2 separate regions of the Anas platyrhynchos genome follow, and region 2 is linked to region 1. Evidence: chromatin contacts called from public Hi-C data. All regions are on one chromosome and are shown on one strand. The core of a region is the stretch at or near the end of the contact, and the rest is flanking DNA. Distances in the headings are between cores, read along the strand shown.

What was found. A called contact is a pair of places that touch in the nucleus more often than the background predicts.
Region 2: a Hi-C map of skeletal muscle shows a contact between it and region 1, with 2.5 times the contacts expected there. The contact joins the enhancer-like site here to the promoter of FNTA in region 1. A contact is called at or near these places in 3 of 8 Hi-C or Micro-C datasets (F5 follicle and skeletal muscle).

The regions. Positions count from the first base shown.
Region 1 is chrZ:53,905,473-53,912,207 of IASCAAS_PekinDuck_T2T, reverse strand. It overlaps FNTA (farnesyltransferase, CAAX box, subunit alpha), which reads right to left and starts at 4,595. Exons shown (of 9, transcript XM_038170902.2): 1 at 4,417-4,595; 2 at 4,041-4,126; 3 at 3,310-3,424; 4 at 2,348-2,452. The coding sequence starts at 4,544.
Region 2 is chrZ:53,950,557-53,957,172 of IASCAAS_PekinDuck_T2T, reverse strand. The region is part of intron 1 of LOC101793658 (E3 ubiquitin-protein ligase KCMF1); the gene reads right to left. Among named protein-coding and RNA genes, the nearest start is that of FNTA, 46 kb to the right of the region's middle. Within about 2 kb of position 3,907, at least 2 of the 8 cell types and tissues checked have an H3K27ac peak or open chromatin away from gene starts, as enhancers often do.

The DNA.
Region 1 (6,735 bases), core at 3,346-5,845:
TCACACTTTAACATTCATGGCCAGTATCTTCAATAAAATTAATTTTTCTCATACTACTTATTTTTTCTAGTAATAGCAACATGATGAGATGGCTCCCACAATTAAGTGTTGAAATGGAAGGAGACTAGGAGGGGATGTCACTCTCTATGTCAACAACCAGCGGGAGTACATGGACTCTTTTTGGGGACAGAAGAGGAACCAATAGAGTATATGGATTAGGATTAAAGGGAGGACAGGGCTAGGTGATGTTGAGGTCTGCTACAACCCACCTGGCCAGAAAGAGCAAGAGGATGAGGCCCTCTACAGAGGGATAGGTGCAGCCTTATGTTCACAAGCCCTGGTTCTCACTGGGGCACTTTGACCAACCCAGTAGCTGTCAGAAGGAAACCACAGCAGGACATAAACAGTTGAGGAGGTTCCTGGAATGCTTTGATGATAATTTCCACCTCTAAGTGGTAGAGGAGCCTATGAGATGAGGTGCTGCGATGGACTTCTTTCTCATCAACAAGGAAGGGCTTGTTTGGAATGCAAAGGTCAAATGCAGCCTTGGCTGCAGTGAGCAGGAAACGGTGGAATTCAAGATCCCGAGGGCAGCAAGGAGAATGCGCAGCAAGATTGCGAACATGGACTTCAGGAGAGCAGACTTTGGCCTTTTCACGAATCTACTTAGCAGAGTGCCAAGGGACAAGGCCCTGGAGGGAAGAGGGGCATAAGAAACCTGGTGAGTATTGAAGGATCACCTCCTCCAACCTCAGGAATGATGCATCCCAACAAAGGAGAAGTAGGGCAAAAACGCCAGGAGGCCTGCATGGACAAATAAGCAAGGAACTCCTGACCAACCTCAAACACACAAACAAAACCTACAGAGGACAGAGGTACCATCCTGCTTGTAAGATTGTCAAAGACAAGCTGCTGAAGTATGGACTGGATGAGCAAACAGTGGGGTGGACTGAAAACTGCCTGAATGACTGGAGCCAGAGGGTGTCAGTGAGCGGTGGTACAAGGTTGAAGGCCAGTGATGAGTGGAAAACCTCAGGGGGTCACGGCTGGGTCCAGCCCTGTTTAACATCTCCAGGAATGATCTGGATGATGGAAGTGTACCCACAGCAAGGTTGCAGATGACGCAGAACAAGGGCAGTGGCTGACTCACCAGAGGGCTTTGCAGCCCTCCAGACCTTGACGGGCTGGAGAGGTGGGATGCCAGGAACTCCACAAAGTTCAGCAAGGGCAAGTGTAAAGTCCTGTACTTGGGGGGGAACACCCCCAGGCTCCAGGACACACTGGGGCTGCACAGCTGGGAAGCAGCTCTGCAGAAAGGCCCTGGGGGTGCCAGTGGAAACCAAGTTGAAGAGGAGCCAGCAATGTGTCCTAGCTGCAGAGATTGCTAATGGTGTCTTGGGCTGCACTAGGCAAAGCATTGCCTGCAGGTGGTGGGAGGTGATCCTGCCTTCCTCCTCAGCACTGGTGAGGCCACACTTGGAGTGTGGTGTCCAGCTGTGGGCTCCCCTGTACAAGAGGGACATGGACATACCAGAGAGAGGCCGGTGGAGGGCCACCAGGATGATCAAGGCACTGTAGCACCTCTCCTCTCCTATGACGAAAGACTGAGAGATGGGGCTCTTCAGTCTAGAGAAGGGGAAGCTCAGGGGGGTCTTGGCAATACCTGAAGGGAGGGCAGAAAGAGGATGGAGCCAGTCTGCTTTCAGTGGTACGCAGCACCAGAACGAGGCAATGGGCACAAACTGGAGCACAAGAGGTTTCATCCGAAAATCAGGACGCACTTCTGTGCTGTGTGGGTGACTGACGCAGGCCCAGGGAGGTTATGAAGTCTCCCTCTTTGGACGTGGCCCTAAGCAATGTGCTGTAAGTTTGGACCAGATTACCCCCAGAGAACCCTTCCAACCTCAACCATTCTGTGCTCCTGTAACACTGCTGTTTTCTTTATTTCCCCTCACTTGAAAAAACCCTATGATAGCTAAGTGAACTCTAGGAGCCACTAAAAGAAAAAAAAACCTCAATTGTATTTCTCATGTGTTTCTTTTTTTCCTTTTCACCAGTCATTATTTTTCTGTCACTTATTTTGTCAGCTTAAAATTTTAAGTTAAAAGAAAACAAGACATTTTTATCATATCACAACTGAGTTCAGAACAAAGTGTTAAAGAGGACTTTGACTGTGACAGTGTTGCAACTCCATCTTACTCCTCTGCTACTGGCACTGTATTACACACAGGAAACAACTTACGAACCTTTAGTATCAATTAGCACAACTTATTCTAGAGAATTAAAACAACAACAACAACAAAAGATCTGTAGAAACTTTAAGAACTGAAAAGAAAATGTGGTTTACCAGACTTGATAGTTCTTTGGTTGGTCTTCAATAATAGCTGTAATGTACTTAAGCTCCTCATAAAGATCCTTTCCTAAGGACTGCAGGAGGACCCTCCGGAAGTGCCTGTACAAAAATCAAGCATTCAGACACTTCAGCAGACTTTCCCAGAATTCCTAGAATTTCCTAGAATTCGTAAAAGAGCCTTTCTTTGCAGTTCTTCATATAGATACTGAGTCTAAAAGAAGTGCAAAGAGCTAAGTCACATATCCAGTCCTATTAAAAGTCATTCAATTACTGAAAAGCTGGACAGCTTGATTATGACTGGTTATAACAATGTTATCTAAAATCACAGAAATCCTAGGTTTCACGTCAACCTCTGTCTACCCACACTAATTTCATCATCGCAGAATCCATGCCTTTGTGCTTGAAATAATGTAGGCTTTCTGATTCTATGCAAGATAGTGGGCATAACAGGGGTATTTGCTGGCATTTGTGAGTTAAAGAGTCCTGCTCTGAGTATTAGAAATTCACTGCTTATTTATCATATAGGTATTAACCAGAGAGATTTTTTAAAATGCACTATTTAGTATTATACAGCTATCTAGGACTGAAGCAGTAACTACCATACTTTGATGCCTCTTCTTGAAGTTACTCGAAGGAATATGCACCCTTTTGCCAAGGTTACATCGTTGTTTAAAATTAAATCATTTACCTGCTGAAATTCTTGTTATAGCTAATCCTGACTTTGCTTGATAACATCCTCAAAACACAATGAATGAAAAGCAGTGAATCAATACTAGACATGGAAAATAGTGAACATGGGCTTTCTTTAGAAGCTCAATGGGAGTCTACAGTATTCCCCCGCATAAACTCAGCTAGCTGTGCCCCAATTATACCAACGATATTGTCAGAGATGTAAGAGGTTGGCAATCAACTGACAACAGAAATAATTTTGGGTAATAATCTTAGCGATCACTTACCACACTGTGTAGTTTGCAGCATTTAACTCAATGGCATCTGCTGTTAGCTTGAAAGCTCTTTCACTTCTCTCATCCCGCTGCAGAACAGCCCGGAAGTAATCATAGACATCTCGAACTAGACAGAGAACAGCATCTTACCCAGCGCTGTGAGAAAACGGCCTGACTAAGGGGTAACGTTAATGACCCCCATGAAGTATGTGAAGTAGGAAGTAACTTTAAGTACAACTCCTTAAAATGATAGCTACATACTGATACAATATGCCTGTTCATTGAAGCCTCTAACGACACTGGTGTACTCAAAACACACTATCTGAAAAATATCCCAAACAATCTGCTTTATGCTGCTTAATCACACTATCCCCCCAGATGCAGTAATTTCATACATGTCTCTTCAACACGTGGGCTAGCAATGCCTTACCGGGTGAACTATACTGTCTGCTACAGTCCTCGGGCTGCATGATTTTAAGGTACAACCTTGCCTATCAACACTTGACGTAAATACTCAGCTTCAGAGATGCCCGGTGCAAAGACCACGTGCAGCTGCCGTAAGACACGAGATACAAATCACTTTCTTTTTACCAGGACAGGCGCTCTGGCAAATATATCACCCAAAACACGGAAATGTGATGTGTTATCCGGCACTAGCGCTGCTTTAGCAGTGGGTAAGGACAGCCAAAAACTGAATCGCGTTGTATTTCCCCCGGATATACGTGTATAGATTCACAACTCACACTTCTCGCTGTAGATGATCTGGACCACAGGGTTCGGCCCGTCGTCCTGCGGGACCGGCTCGATGTCTGCCCACTCCTTCCTGTCCCTGCAAACGCATTTCGAGGAGGAGCTCGGCTTAGTGCAGGGCTCTCAGCGTCACCTCAGGGCTGGGCTGGGCGCTCCTGGGGGTCTGCGCTTAATTCACTTACCTGGGGGGTCAGTGATAACTGCACCCACCTCCCCCCGGGCCTCGCCTTCCTCCCCCCCCCCCCATCCTCCTCATCCTCCTCATCCTCCTCATCCCCCCACAGGTGAGGCGCCCGTCACGGGGCGGACAGGGGGCACCTCACCCCGTCCTATCCCACCCCACCCCACCTCATCCCGTCCCTACAGCACCTATAGAGCACGTAGCCGCTGTCCTCGCCCTCCTCGTCCTCCAGCAGCTGCCCGAAGCCGCCGAAGCCCTCAGCGCCGGGCTCCCCCTCGGCCTGCAGCGCGGCCGCCGCCGTCCCCTCGGCCGCCATGGCGCCGCCGACGGCACAGCGCCTCCTGGCGCCGCGGGGGGAGGGCGCGCATGCGCCGTGTGGCTGTGGTGGTGTGTGTGGGGGGGGGCATGGCGCCGTGCCGCCCCGCGCATCGCCTCAGGGGCATGGCGGGGGGTGGGGGGGCGTCAGGGAGCGGCTGTGCTGTTGGCTGCTGTGCTGCTCAGCGTGCGGTGTTGTGGCTGGTATAAATAAAAATGTGGAAAAACAAGAAGTGAAGGAAAAGGAGGCACTTTGCACGTCAGTAGTGGTTCTTGTTCTTATGGGGTCCTGCCCTCACACATAACCAGTGATAGGACCAGAGGGAATGGCCTCAAGTTGCGCCAGGGGAGGTTCAGGTTGGCAATGAGGAGCCATTTCTGCTCAGAAAGAGCAGCCAGGCACTGGGACGGGTTGCACAGGGAGGTGGTGGAGTCACCGTCCCTGGGGGTGTCCAAGGACTGGCTGGACGTGGTGCTTAGGGACAGGGTTCAGTGGGTGATATGGGTGGCAGGGGGGTGGTTGGACCAGGTGATCTTGGAGGTCTCTTCCAACCCTAACAATTCCGTGATTCTGCGATTTTATGATTGGGGTTTGCAGGTGCAAGGCGTGAGACCAACTTGTCCAGAATAACCCCACAGGAGCACACGGGAAAACTGCCACAGGGGCTCTGGAAAACACAGCTACAGCAGCTGGTGTGAAAAGTTACAGAGCTGCAGGTAGCAGGGCCCTAGCTGACTTGCAGAAAACAGACTCCACAATCAGTAAGATTGTACAGTAGGTGTGTTTATTCAGTGCTTGGCGGCACAGGGGGTTAATCCCACCAAAGCTGTGCACACCTGATGTGTCAACTTGCCTTTGTTATATGCAGTAAAGAGTTACATATGCATGAAGTTTCACAATATGCCTATACATGTTCATAACCTGTCCCTGCTTCGTATTAAAATTAGTTCCAAGGAATCATCTCCATAAACTCCTCCCATCTGCACTTGCGCAGTGTATTCTGGTGGTGGTCGTCAGGGGTCATGGGGATGAAGATTGATGACTCCTCCTTGTCACCGCTAGTTGACATCTTGTCTTTGTGCAGACTCAGTTGCTCCTTGGCTCTTGTCCATCTGCAGGACCAGTATCTACCAGTTTCACAAGACAGACTCACACTCTTATTAGGAGACTGACCTTGGTAAGGGGCCCAAGGCTTTTTGCACCGTAGTTAGCAAAGACACTAAGTAGGATCCTAGTTTAATGCCGTCAGCACTCTGTCTCTACTTGATAAGATTCTCCTAACACCCTCTCTCATAGCATCGCTGATGCTAAGGCATTTAGATGCACCTCTAGCAGCAATGCTCCCCCCACCATGGAAACTCACAAAAGGGAATCATTTTTGAGGTGGCCTTGTGACAGTTCAAGGTTGAGAAATCTGGTCTGTGTAAAAGGTGGTGTTGGAAGGAGGCCTTGAAACAGCCAGTTATAACCAGTGAATGAAACTGTGGAAGTCAGGAGATCCTCTGAAGTGAAGTTGGTCAGTGGGACAAAGCAGCTGGGGGGAGATAGTCCTTAGGAAAAGCAGCAGACCCAGTGTTACAGGTTTACAATCAGTGCCATGCTCAGATGCTTCAAAGAGGGGAGGGTTAAAAACCAGCTGAGCACAAATGTAGCAAGGGCTGTGCATATCTGCACCTCAGCGGTGTTAACAGGATGGTAGGAAATGATTCAACTTGTGGCAAAAAGGGTTATAGTCTCCAAGTCTGAGGTGCCCAAGTTAAAAAGAGCTGTAGGTGTGTCCCTTCTTTTACAAAAATTTTACAGAAAGAATAATGGTGTCAGAGCAACAAGAAAGGAATATAAAGACAGAGCTGGAAATCAAAACACAAGATCCAGGACAATGAAGGATTGGGCCCTCAGGTTCTTTTTGTGGCGCTGAGCAGCTTTGTCTCCTTTAGGAAGTCACTTGACCTCTTTGCTTTGCTTTCCTTTCCTCTCTGCCTTTTTCCTGCCTTACCTATTTTAATGATACATGAAAGGGGACATGATCTGTTTCTGCCGGTCTGTTAATTCAGTGACTGGAGTGCAGATTTTGTTTGGTGCATCTGAGTACTACAGTAACGTAGAATGCAATAATAACACAGTGGAGGGAAAAAATAAAAACAAAACAAAACAAAACACAGCAATCTATTGAAAGGTTGCTTCAGATTAC
Region 2 (6,616 bases), core at 2,658-5,157, 46 kb before region 1:
CTCCAAGCTGACTACCTGGCTGCCAAAACCTCACCCACCTATCTAAACTGAGATCTGGAAACTGAAATACCCAGCCCAGTAATCTTCTCTGACCCTACCACTTCTATTATAGTAAACACTCTCACTTCCTTATGAAAGCTTTGGTTTTCATTTTTCTCGACTTTAATCTTTATGTCAACTGAAATTCCCTACAAAACCCCCAAGCACTCAGCAGTAACATATTCCTGTTAGCATGGTATCTTTCACCAGATGCCAATCTTCCAACATTTCCCTGCATTTACCTTATGTTGCAAATACAGCAGGCATATTACAGATTCAAGAATGTCAGATTATACTGGATGCATCCATATTAATCACAGGTTTAGAGAAAAAAAAAAAAACAGGCTCTGGAAGGATTCGTTTTGAAGCGAGGAACAAAAGCAAACAACCAACCGAAAGAAAAGACTGAACAACGTGTGACAAAGATTTAGATAGTCAGCATACAATTCTGACTGGTGCAATATGCTAATTAATGACTTTTAAGAAAATGCTTGAGAGAAATCCTCTTAGCCCAGAAGGAATTGCTATTCATCGAGAACGTTTGAACACAGAGTAAGAAATAAACATTTTAGTTACAGTTTAGGTTTTCAATTCATTACCATAGATTATCCCATTTCTTCCTCAAATTTTCTTCTACGTTGCTGCTGCTGTGCCAAGTACTCTCATACACTGCCTAACATGCTAAGTAAAAATTTCCTGCTCTCTGACAAAGGTTGGGTTTTTTGTTCTGCCTTTTAAATGCAACTCTGTTCCACTAGAGGGTAGCATTGTGCTAACAGCTAAAGGGGTTCGGTTCATCCTACCTTTCACTACCCAACTTCTGAAGGCTGCTTCAGCAGCATCCCTTTGCAATGCCCACAGTCACAACTTTGCATTTTGAGTGAAATCAGTCAGGAGGTACTTGACAGTCTCATTAATAAACTGTTCTTCTTCTTTCATACAAAATTCTTCCTTATATATCAAATCATTCCACATCAGCACCTAATCAAGGGCAACGACCTCAGGAAGATATTGTCACACCAGCATTTTATGTAAAGGATGCTGAATAGTAATTTGTTTGTTTGTTTAAAAAAAAAAAAAAAAAAAAAAAACCACAATCCTCTCCCACCCACAAACACCTTTGTCACTTTGATCCTGACAATCAAAAACCCTTTGCTATTATGACAAATAAAAAAAAATTAGTTTTGCTAAGAATTAATTATCATCAAATCAACCTCTGCTGGGTCTAACAGAGCGACCAAAGAAAGCATAAAATCTGATTTCGTAACAGGGAAAAAATGCTGGACAGACGTGGTTCAAATGCTAAGTATGTTGGGACTAATTTGTTTTTACAATTGCAAACAAACCTGAGGTGTAAAATCAAGTAAGATATTCTGCAAGTCAAAAAAAAAAATTACTGCCTTGAATAGACACATTTATAACAGAGCAGAGGGGTTATTCCACCACACACACACACTCTTGGCTGCCCAAAATACTATGGACTTTTAATATTATTCTGATTGCTCAACAATCTGTTCCAGATAAAAATTATCGGAGAAAATGTTTATACAGCACACACAAGACTGTTCAGACCTACCAAGAGACCATAGAAGTAACATTACACAAAAATTACGGCCTAAATGCAACAAAATCTTGTATACGTTTGTAAGACTGACAAATGAAGCAACACAGGCATTACTTTTTTTTTCAATATTTCACATGGGAAAGCACAGAGGCTGAACCCTACTCACTACTGGGCAGAGAAAGACCACAACTTTGATGTTTTTCTCAATGAAAAGCAACAGCATTTGCCAGCAAAATTCAAGAGGTAATTTAAAACCTAGTTTAGATCCCTGAACCTCGAGACATACGATCTGGGAACAAATATAACATGTACAGCATGAGAACATAACGAGTACCTCAGAAGTGGTTTCCTTCTGACTGGCTTCCTGCTCAGGATGGACAAGATTTTAATGAGGAGAAGGTAATGGTTGTCAAGTGGAGTATAAAAGTCATCCCTTAAAAAAGCAATCTAAGAGAGCTTCAATAGATATATGTTGCAAAGCAACAGGATGATGGGTATACCCACACAATGCAACAGATTTATGAGGTATTAATTCTCCTCAGGAGTGGAAAGCATACGAGCTACGCTGCCAGATGCAACACGTCACCAGGAATTTGTCTTTGAGAAGGAAAATCTGAAGTCATTTGTAAAACTTCTCAGAACCTCAGCAGAGCAAATAGCTACATGCAGCATTAAAAAAGTCCAAAGGAGAACTTGGCAGGGCTTGTTGTTTTGTTTGTTTTTGCTTATAAAGAACATGCAACCACACATGTGCCATACAGAGGTACTGGAACATGTTCCTGTCTCAAACAACAAACTTCAAAAGTGTTAGCAGTACTCTGGACCTATCACATCATTTAACTTTTAGAAATTAAGGGCATAAAGTTCAAGTCTTCTGCCTTTCACAATTACCTTTCGGAAATCCCAACTTCAGCACACAAATGAAAAATAAAACACAGTTGAGCCATCTTCTACGGTATAAAAGTCTTCAACCTGTATAGTGCATTTCATTTTTATATTCTGAAGATCATAAGTAACACTCCTTAAAATATGCATCTGATAATTTTCAATGTAAGATGTTTTTTCAGTGTTTTTTTTTTTTTTTTTAATACATTTGCTTGACACTAACCATCTCATCTGTAGTCTACACGTCAACCTCTGACCTTAAAGCAGTAAATTCTGCCCAATTTTTCAGTTCCTTCTGGGTCTGAAGCTAGGAAAATATATGCCACTTGATACCATTAAAAGAATATTAAGCCAAACATTTCTTAGTTTAGTATCCCCACCTCTCAGTACTGCCAAATTTGAGAGGTTGACTTACAGAAACAGCAATTTTTGTTGTTCGCGTGAAAAATTCACCAGAAGTTCAGCAACGCCAGCAAAGTCTGATTTTAAGCATCTTAAATGTTACCTAAAGCAGAATACAAACACAAGCATCATGGAGACAGATGTACTACACTGCACATACTCCACCATTCCCGCAGCTCCAAGTGCTGAACAGAAAACCCACACGTCGTGTCCTTTAGCTACTCGAGGTAACTAAAAATGCTCTGTCTCCTCACGCATCCCGTGAGTAACAGGGCTGAACACGCAGCATCTTCCTACAGCAGCGTGGAAGAGGAAGCAGCCAGACTAGCACACCTCCTAAAAGAGCTGACAGGCCTGAAGCTGCAGGCAGGGATGATGTAGACTTGCATTTGGGAAGAGATGGGGGAGAAAAGGAAGGAGTGGTGGCTGTATCAGTCCAGAAGGGCAGAAAGGCTTTTGATGGCTCCCCACAGCAGCAATCCCCTATCTGCCCCTACCATGACAGTAACCTTTTCCCCTCCGTAATTTCCTGGTTCTCTGATCACGCCTTTCAACTCCTACACCACAAACCTTAAACAGCTGACTGCCTGCATGCCAGGGAGGACTGTCCCAGACACAAACTTGTACCTGGCCAGGTAATTAATTAAGCAAATTACCTTAAGGCCTAGGTGTAAGGCATGGCACAGTTGTACTACATGGCTTCATCCTGCTTTTTCTTAACTTGAATTTGCCAATGTTTTAAGTCACTCATTTCTGTTTGATTACACAAATGGTTCTAATCATGCTGTACTAAAACCAGCCAACGAACAAAATAACCATTACGATAATGCACAATCCCCTTCAACACCACAAAAAACGCACTGAATACCAAAAGAAAGTCACTCAGTGCTTCACTCCCCCTGGTCCAACTTTGAGAGGGAGGCCGCAGTATCTAAATGCAACAACCAAGGCTGTTTCTATTCCTCCCAGGAACGCCCTTGAGATATACCCAATTATTTGTACGTCAAGATCTTAATTAAAAAAAAAAAATCAGAAGCAGTTTTACTTCAAGGCTTTAGCTCTCTGCCAGGCCAGTTTGAGGCCTCTCCCCTGTACCAATGGCGCTGCCCAGCAGATGGCATCGCATCACACAGCGACATTCCCGCAGCAGGGCCAAGAACAGTTTTGCCACCATTAAAGCAAAAATAAATGTGAAGTGCAACATTTTTTTAAAAATAGATCCCAGAAACACCAGCGGTTTCGCTACTACAGCAGTAGCTGAAACCGACCAAAAGAGGGAAGTTATTTGCTTACAACCCCAGTCAGATGACATAACAGCAATCTCATAAACCCCGACTGTGAAACTTTTTCTTTTTAAATATCACCTTTTCCAAAAGGAACAGCAAAGAACAGCAAAATCAGTATGAATTTACTGAACACTGTCCAAAAATAAAAAAGTGATCAATTACTCAGATCGTAATGTACATTTGCCCAACTACCAATTCACCAAAAAAGGTGATACGATACAAATACTTCTGTCAGATGAGCTTTAACTATTATTCATTCTGTCTTGGAGCAGACAAAAATAGGTTCTGCACACACACCCATAACCTTGATCAGTTCCCAACAACCCCAATCATGTATTTTCTCTGCACAACAAGAGCAATCACATCCTTCCTAAACATTTCTCATACAATCCTGATATTTTTCCATCTCTTCAAAAACACCTACGAGACATCATGAAAAACATAAAAGAAAAAAATAGGAATTGCTCTAGAAGCTGCTGGAGACACTGGACTTGCAACGTAGACATCATTTTACTGAGAGTCACTGTACTGTCTACGCTCCAAAATGACGACTTCCATGGCAAGCAAGGAGGAATACTTTTGCATCCTCCCTAACCAGAGAAGGACAAACTTACCTATACTGTGGAGAAAGCAGAGGAAATACTGCATATCCCTGTGCCAAAATGCAGAAAATAAGCTTGGATTAAAAGAGGATTTTAACAGGCTCGTAGGAGTCCTGGGCAACCCTCCCAGGTAAGAGGAGAACGCAGCTGCAGGAGACCAATTCTAACATGTATTTATTTATATATATATTTTTAACTACCCTACCCTGTTTCTGTCTAAGGATTTATTTCTATTCTTTAGCAAAAAACTACCTTGGAATCCGCCTTGAAACCTCCTACAATAATATTTCCTATGCCTCCTGTTTTATTACTTTTACAAGTTACTGCAAATAACCACAAAACAAAAGGCAAACCATTTCCTCACAGACACATTAGAAAATAAAAACAAAACACCTTAAACAACAACACGGGTGTATTAAATAGTCACTACCATCCTAAACAGTGAGTTGTGTGCTTCCTACCCTGATCAGGCTCTTCACCAGTTGTTCCTTGAAATCACGGAGAAAACTAGGTTATAGCTTTAAGCCCTGGCCTCCTAAAGCATGCAGATGTCGTCACTGAGAGTACCACGGACTTCTGTATTTTTAACAGAAAATGTTAAATGTCTTCTCAGATGGAGATACTACAATTAACATATCCAAATATTTAAAATGCAGCAAAATTCTTAGCATGTCATGAGAACTGATTCACAAAGGCGTGCTAGACATACTTAACAGACCTTTGAAGTAGAACCAAAAACAGCCTACATTGCAATGACTTATGATTGACCAAATTTGGGTTTCTAATTGAATATTTGATTTTTTAAAAATGATAGAAATAATTTGATTTTTGATTTGATAGATTTTTGGTAACGTTTTATACAAATCTAATCCTTCATTAATATAATTTAATTTGACCTTCAAAACCATCACAATGTGAAAGCCTGCTAAAATATTGTAAACACATTAAACAAATTTCAACACATTTATTAGGGCACAGAAAGTTTGTAATGTGGCAGCAAAGGAACTGGCACCAGACACGATCTTATTTAACAACACTGTTAATCTGGAAAATGGCAAACAGCATGTGAATTCTATTAACACAAAAATACTTAAACAGAGGAAAGCTGTAAACAGTGCCAGGGCTAGAAAATAACAGCAACAGCACTGGGCTGTTACTACTTACCCTGTATCTAGTAAAATCAATAGCAAAGTTTCTTATTTAAGAGACAAAGACAAGTTCCTGAGTTTATTTTAGGCCAAAAAAAAAAAAAAACAGAAAAAGGTGAACATCAACTGAAAAGGAACTGGGATGGGAGGAAGAGCATCACACAAGAATTAGTTTTATCAGTGTTAAAAATGTGAATAATCACAGAGCAAGTTCCGAAGAGAAGTTAAACAGAAGAACTGGTACTTCTCTGTTGAGCCCTGCAAGAATTAGAGGCAGTCTTCTCAGAAAACACCCTGCATATTTTGATTAAGGGTGTTATTTAAGAAGAGTAACAAAAAAAAAAAAAAAGAAAAAAAAACACAACAGGTAGAACAAGACATGTCCAATCAGGCACTGGAGGGCACCAATTAGTATGGCTCAACTCAACTGAGCAGAAAAGTAGAAATGCTTGACAGCCTCAACTCCTTTTTCTATGAGCCACTGTTATAGGCAGGCAAGAGAAAAACATCAATATTCAGAACACCTGGAAGAGTCAAAATTCATCAGCTTTCCCTGTAAAATTTTGCAAAAGGCTTAGCAGAAATTAAATACTTCATTGAGGTACACCCTGTACGTAGCTGCTGTGTCCAAATCAGATACTCAGCTTGATTTATTTTTGATCTGTCGGACTCGCTCCTAACCCTCTTATA